Regions from separate parts of the Rattus norvegicus genome. Here region 1 is linked to region 2. The links are chromatin contacts, called in public Hi-C maps. All regions are on one chromosome and are shown on one strand. The core of a region is the stretch at or near the end of the contact, and the rest is flanking DNA. Distances in the headings are between cores, read along the strand shown.

The links. Hi-C and Micro-C count contacts between places; a contact is called where the count stands out from the background.
Region 1: a contact with region 2 is called in a Hi-C map of psoas muscle, with 3 times the contacts expected there. The contact joins two enhancer-like sites. A contact is called at or near these places in 6 of 12 Hi-C or Micro-C datasets (the A7r5 cell line, the Rat2 cell line, frontal cortex and 3 more).

Annotation. Positions count from the first base shown.
Region 1 is chr16:26,461,825-26,464,874 of GRCr8, forward strand. The region is part of intron 1 of Psd3 (pleckstrin and Sec7 domain containing 3); the gene reads left to right. Among named protein-coding and RNA genes, the nearest start is that of Psd3, 57 kb to the left of the region's middle. Within about 2 kb of position 1,782, at least 7 of the 93 cell types and tissues checked have an H3K27ac peak or open chromatin away from gene starts, as enhancers often do.
Region 2 is chr16:26,338,318-26,341,650 of GRCr8, forward strand. LOC120097406 (a long non-coding RNA gene) reads right to left here. Exons shown (of 8, transcript XR_005494768.2): 8 at 2,593-3,333. It also overlaps a transcript of Psd3 not described here. Among named protein-coding and RNA genes, the nearest start is that of Psd3, 66 kb to the right of the region's middle. Within about 2 kb of position 1,879, at least 14 of the 93 cell types and tissues checked have an H3K27ac peak or open chromatin away from gene starts, as enhancers often do.

The DNA of each region.
Region 1 (3,050 bases), core at 532-3,031, 120 kb after region 2:
CCAGGGGAGCTGCTTTCAGGAAATGGGCATAGTCAATAGACAGCAGCTGGTAGGAAAATGAGACTGGACCTCCAGGGGCCTGTAAAAGGGCATGGATTCCGTTTTGTCTCTTTTGCTCACACTGTCAGAGACTAGCCCCCAAGCCAGCAAAAGGGCTAGGTGAGGGCATGATTATCTATCGCCTTGTGCACCCCCTCCCGACCCTGTGGCCCCTTTCCTGTGCTATCCTTTTGTTTTAATGCTCATCTCTTCAGTCTTAGAAATGAAGGATTTAGTCTTCTGCTTATTCTACTTTTCCGCCAGATGCTTTTAGCGGCTCTTGAGAGGCTTCCTGTCCCAACTCGATGTTTGTATTGACTTTTGAACATGCAATTAGCCTGTCCAGGGAATGGGAAAGAGTTAGCTGTAGGGGATGGGTGGGTTATCCCCTTCTTCCCAAACACCAGTTTTGTTTTATTTTTCTCGTTTACATGGAAGTACATGTATTTTTAGGGGAAAATGTGCATGAATCTCCATGTTTATTTCCAGGACATTGGAAGAATGGATGGTACACATTTTTAAAGTTGCAACAGGAAGTTTCCATTAAAGTGGAAGAGCTTCATGTTGTATTTGGATGTACTGTGCCAACAAGGACAGAATAGGACGGCAAATTCCATGCTAGTCTTATGGTTATTTCATTAATAACGCTTTGGTTCTTGGAGTCAGCAGAGGTGTGCTTACGGAAAATAAATGGTAATGATGGTTTTTGTTTACAGAATTACAGCACAGACAGATGTAGACAGGCACGAGTGCACACGCATGCGTATTTCTGTCTGAGCAGCAGTTTCTGTGGCTGCTGTAACAAACTTAGCTTGAAACACTGCAAGTTTAGTTTTTCACAGTTCTAGAGGCCACAGGAGGATTAGCCTCTCAGTGTGCCAGCTGGGCGGTGGCTTCTCTGGAGACTCCAGACGATAATGTTTCCTTGTATTCCAGATGCATTGCTCTGCTCTGGACCCCTTCCTTCACCTCAAAGCCAAGGACATTACGTTAACATCTTTTCTTTGAGTCCCTTTTGGTGAGTTTTGTCACAGAACTTCTGCCTGGTGTCTCTCTTGCTTCCTCAGGACACCTGTCATTGCATTTAAGGCCCGCTTGAATAATACAGGAGAGTCCTGCAACTTAATTTAATTATGCCTGTATTCTTCTTTATGAGGTTAATACATGACTCCCACTTCCCTTTCTCTGCTCTGAGTGTGGATTGAATTGGTTCTTTGCTTCTCTAGACTTTGGCTTTCTGTAACCTGAACCCTAACCCTTAGGTGTTAGTAATTAGCATACGTGTGTGTGTGTGTGTGTGTGTGTGTGTGTATGTGTGTGTGTGTGTTTGTGTGTGTGTGTGTGTGTGTGTATAAGTAAATAAACAGTCTCTTTTTGTACTTTTAAAAGTTTTGGAATACGAAGATGTGTCTTTTTATTTTTCCATCTAACCTTCAAAAGATCAAATGATCAAATGTCTCCTTGCTCTTACTGTCTCCCCTATTTTTGCTCTTATTTTTTGTTTGAAGCCCCTGCCTGTAATAAATCCTCAAAAACTGAGTGTATAAACAGAGATCAGCTGCTGTGGCTGGATGGGTGCTGAGAGCTTGAAGGAATCAGAATCCTTTCCAGATTGGACTCCCTGAGGTGCTCCCTGAGGTGCTCTTTCCAGCTAGCCCGTCTCTCAGCCTTGCAGGCTGCAGGTGGACTGGAGTGACTCACCACCTTATCTAACTTCCCTTCTCCTCGCACTCCCATTGCTCGCTGCAGACTCCTGTGAGGATACAGCCCCTCATCCTTAGTGCTGTTCTGGGTAAAAGGAAACAGCTGGGGCTTACATTCTGTCACGTGCTACAGAAAGAACAGAAGCCTTGGCCTGAGCAGATCTAACATTCCAGCGAAAGTTGGGCATTTCCTTTGGCCACGGGACCATCCCTAGGAAGGAGAGGTCGGTTTAAGGCATGCTAAAGAGATAGGTGGAACAAGGTGACCCTTTCCTTTTCCCTCCAGTTTGTCTTCTACCAGAGCAGTAAATCCAGCCACGTATAAAGCATCCAGGGAAATGTGATTTCCCCTTTTCTTCTGTATCTGTGGCAAACAAGCTTTCTTTAACATGTTCTCCCCAGCGTTTTGAGCTTCCTTATTCTCTCTCCCCACTTCCTTGCTTCCTGACCTCTGTGCTAGCTTAAATGGAATGCTCCTCCCACTCTCCGTCTCCCCCCGGGCTGCATCTGCAGTTTACAGCTGGTCTGCCCTGGGGGTTCTCTTTCAGACTCTAATAACATTGTCCTTGAGTTTCTTTTTGAGTCGTTCTTAAGTTCTCCTTTAAGTTCTCTTTAAGAACCCCAAGAGGGAACCCTGACTTACAGTGTATCTACCCTACACAATGTCTCTTTTGCCATTGTTTACTTCAGGTTTCCCTGATGCATTTGCTGGGCCCTTAACACAGTCCATGACTACTGAGTTAGTACTGCTGAGATCCCTTCCCTTGGCTTCAGATGGCTCCTTCTCCCTTGGTCTTCATGTGACCTTAGATTAGCACCTATTCTGCTGATCTCATTGTAATAACTTCCAAATACAGTTGTGGTTGAAGTATGGGGGTTAGGGCTTCACCACATATTGATCAGAGTACAGTTCAGGCAGGAACACCTCACCGTGCTTCTGAAGGGGATTTGGCTCTCTGCATGTGGCTGGTGTGTGCACAGTACCTGGGTAATGGGAACAGGAAGGGTTAAACAGGATCCGATGTGGAGCCGAGTGTTGGAATTAAGTGCTGCTTTAAAGGGAGTTGTGAAATATTATTTTTATAGTTTTCAATTTAGCTTTTAATCTTTTTTGGCCCAAAGCGCTCTGGAATACTCAACTGACTCTCAAATCATATTGAAGTTGAGATAATTAGAACAATGTAGTGTACGGTGCCTGCCTCACGCCTCACTGTATTCCCTCTCCGCCGCTCCTGTAGCCCCATTTGCTTTCTGCCCACTGCACTGAGCGTGACTTTTACTTCTGAAGTTTTCTACTTTGTTTTTATT
Region 2 (3,333 bases), core at 629-3,128:
TATTATTTATTATAGACGATGAATGCCTATTGCCCCAGCACTTGAAAGGTAGAAGAAGGAAGATTGAGAGTTAAGATCATGCTGAATTCAAGGCCAGCGTAGACCATCTGAGACTGTCTTAAAAATAACCCTCATGTATACATAGAGGGGTATGTGTGTGTGTGTGTATGCACATGCACTTGTGTCTGTATATATTACAACACACCACAACTCAAAGACTATATATATGTATATATTTACATATATATGCATAAATATATATGTCATTTTTGTGCTTACAAATCATTCTTATACAGATTATCCCATCCCACCTGTAAAAGAGTTCTGTCAAGTGGAAAGGATAAACATTTGTTTTACTGTTTTAAGTCCAACGAGGTTCAAAGATATGCTGTGAGTCACCCTTAATAGATGTTTACTCCATAACTCAAGCTCATGTCTCCTAAGCCCAAATTCACTGCTGACTCTCACCAATAATTCCTCTAGTCCTAGAGTCTTTCTTTTCAGACAGGAAGCATAAAAATACATAAATGACTACCTAATATAGGCCCAAACAATACATATGCACACATACATGTATGTAGGATGTATATATCCACATATATTATATTTTAATTATTTGGCTTCATGAACAAATTTCCTCTAGACTTAAGGTATGTATAGGCGTTCAATAGTAGGAGCTAATAGTTACTGAGAATTGGTTGTGCACTGTGTACTATTCATTTAATTCCTACATCAATATCAAACCTGTCAACTAGGTATGCTTAACTAGTCTTCGAGATGATTAGAAGTTTTCTCTAAGTGAAAGGAAGACTCAGAGAAATCTTTGTTTGTCACCAAAGTTTATCTGTTCAATCAAAATGCTATTTCTATCCATTAATAACCATGATTTCTCTGTATGTTACTCCCTACTTCTTACCCAGGACCAACACTCCTTTATTAGCCCTCCTCATAATTAATAATTTCTCATGAAGGTTTCCTACACATGCCTTCCAAGCCAGTCCTCCCATCAGCTCCCAACCATCACCTATTTCTCTGCATTTCCCATATTCCAGCCAATGCAACTTAGAATAGAAATATTCGTCACTGCTGCAACAAGTTCACAAATTTTAAGGGAGAAAGAAGGTTCTGGGCCCACCACTACCACCATCTGAGTTTCCTCCAGAAGCCTCTTTATGATGAGAATGCACAGGGCTGGGGGTACACAGATTCTAATCACCTCTCAGAAGTCCCTCCTCTCAGTCATTTCAGCAACATTTGAATTTGGTGGGCAATGCATTCAAACTATACTTTTAATTACTTTGGCCTGGACCGTGAGACCTACCTCCATTGGGAACCCATAAGGAACCATAGTCTTTAAATAAGAGCCCCATGAAGTGTTCCAGTTGTTATAAACAACATAGAGTCTTTCAGATCAGGCTCCAAATCACAGGAATAGTCAAGATAACTTAGGATTAATCAATAGAACGAACACTTAAAGGTAGAGAAATGATTCCATTTGGACATAGGTATGGTAGACTGTCTTGATTGCCTTCCCTTGCCCACACACCCATCTATTCTACACACACACATCCATCTGTACACTGTTCTCCACAAATGTTTGCTTTTGTGACTCTGAGCAGAGTCCAGTTCTCCAGTAAACACGATCCTCTGGCCCCCAAACCCATTGCAAAGTCCCCCTGGGTGCTAAAGGTGTGTTATTTCCCTCCACAGACTGAGGTGAAACCATGGGGCTGAGTCATGTCTGCCTGCAGCTGCCGAGACACTGAGGTCTGAAACCCTGGCAAGGACCAGCTCTGCTCCCTTGGAGGAAATGGCCGAGCAGCCTCAGCCACAGCAGATGAAAACTTCCTTCCTTTTCATCCAGCTGCAGCTTCCCCCAATCCAAGCTACCCAAACTCTCCCCGCCCCTTCTCCAACAACCGCAGTCTCAACGGTAGCCCCAGGGGGCCTGGAGGAGGGACACATTTTCCCAAGTCCCAGGACAAGCTTCTTCTCTGCTCCCTGGAACGTCAGACATTCGCGGGGCTTGGCTACTTCTCCTTGGAGCCTGCTGCCTGAGGAAAGTCCTGGAACACAGAGACCAGCTGCTTTCAATTGTTATTCACCGAAGGAAAAGAAGGAAGAAACAGAGAAATTCCCGAATCTGCATGTAAGGGGGGGTGGTGTTTGTGGATCCCCACATAGTAGGCATGGCCTGGCCCCTGCTTCTAAGAAACTTGGCCTACCACAGCAGCTGCCGTGTAGGCTTGCTAGCCCAGCAACTACACTGAATGATGGAAACAGCAGTCCTTCCATAGGCTCGAAGCGCTGGCCAGTCATTTCTGCCCACGAGGACCTATGGGACATGGACCCAGAAGCCAGGAAGGTCATTGAATTCTCAGTTCCACAAAGCACCCTGTCCTATGCATCTGACAGAGGCAAACGAGCACTCCAGGAAAGAGGGACTGCAAACTCAGAGGTACTTCGAAAGAACGGTGAAGAAGAAATAGGTACCACAGTGCTGGCAACAAGGGCACAGCTCTTCAGATACTGCCCAATCGTTCAGATCGGCCAGAGCTGCCTGGCTCCACCTGCTGCTGTGCCTCTCAAGGTAAGAAGCTGGATGTACTGGGATTCTCTAGACTCTGGCTAACACATAGCAAGGGATGGAGACAGGGCACAGAGTGGAAGTTCTGAGCCTGGGCCACTAGGTCACCTGTACCTCGGGAGCAGAGGTGCCAATCCACTGCAGTAGTCTTTTGACTCTTTCCCACACTCTGCTACCTTCCTGGCCGATGGTAACATTCTGTGCTAGAGGAGACGATGGATATCATTTTCTCAAGATTTCTGCCTAGGAAAGTTGAGAAGGAAGGGCAGACTTTATAAGAGAAGACCAGAAGGGACCACAAGGAGGCACATAGACATGGGATGGTGGTGGAGAGAGTAGCCAGTCATTATACTAGCTGTTTTCTCACATTTGTTAATTCCAATAATCATTCTGAGAAATCAAGGTGGTATTTCTAATTTCAGATATGAGAATTAAGAAATGGCTAAGCTGAAATCCTCTCCCTCCTTTCAAAACAAACAAGCAAAAACGATGAAAGCAAACCCTGTTATTTTTCACTGAGGAAAATGGGGAGGAAGGCTTCAGTGGGGAGTGGTGTTTTTCCAAACCGAAGGCCTGGAACACTTGACTGATCCCCTTAAACACATGACTTTTAGAGCCCACATTTACCTGCCATCTGTACCTGGCACCAGGTGGATGAGCAGTCCTGATCGCAAGTCTCTGTCTCCATCAGGAAGTGACAGGTGGCCCCATGTGGTATTCAGGGTTCCTTTGGGCTCTTGTGGGCT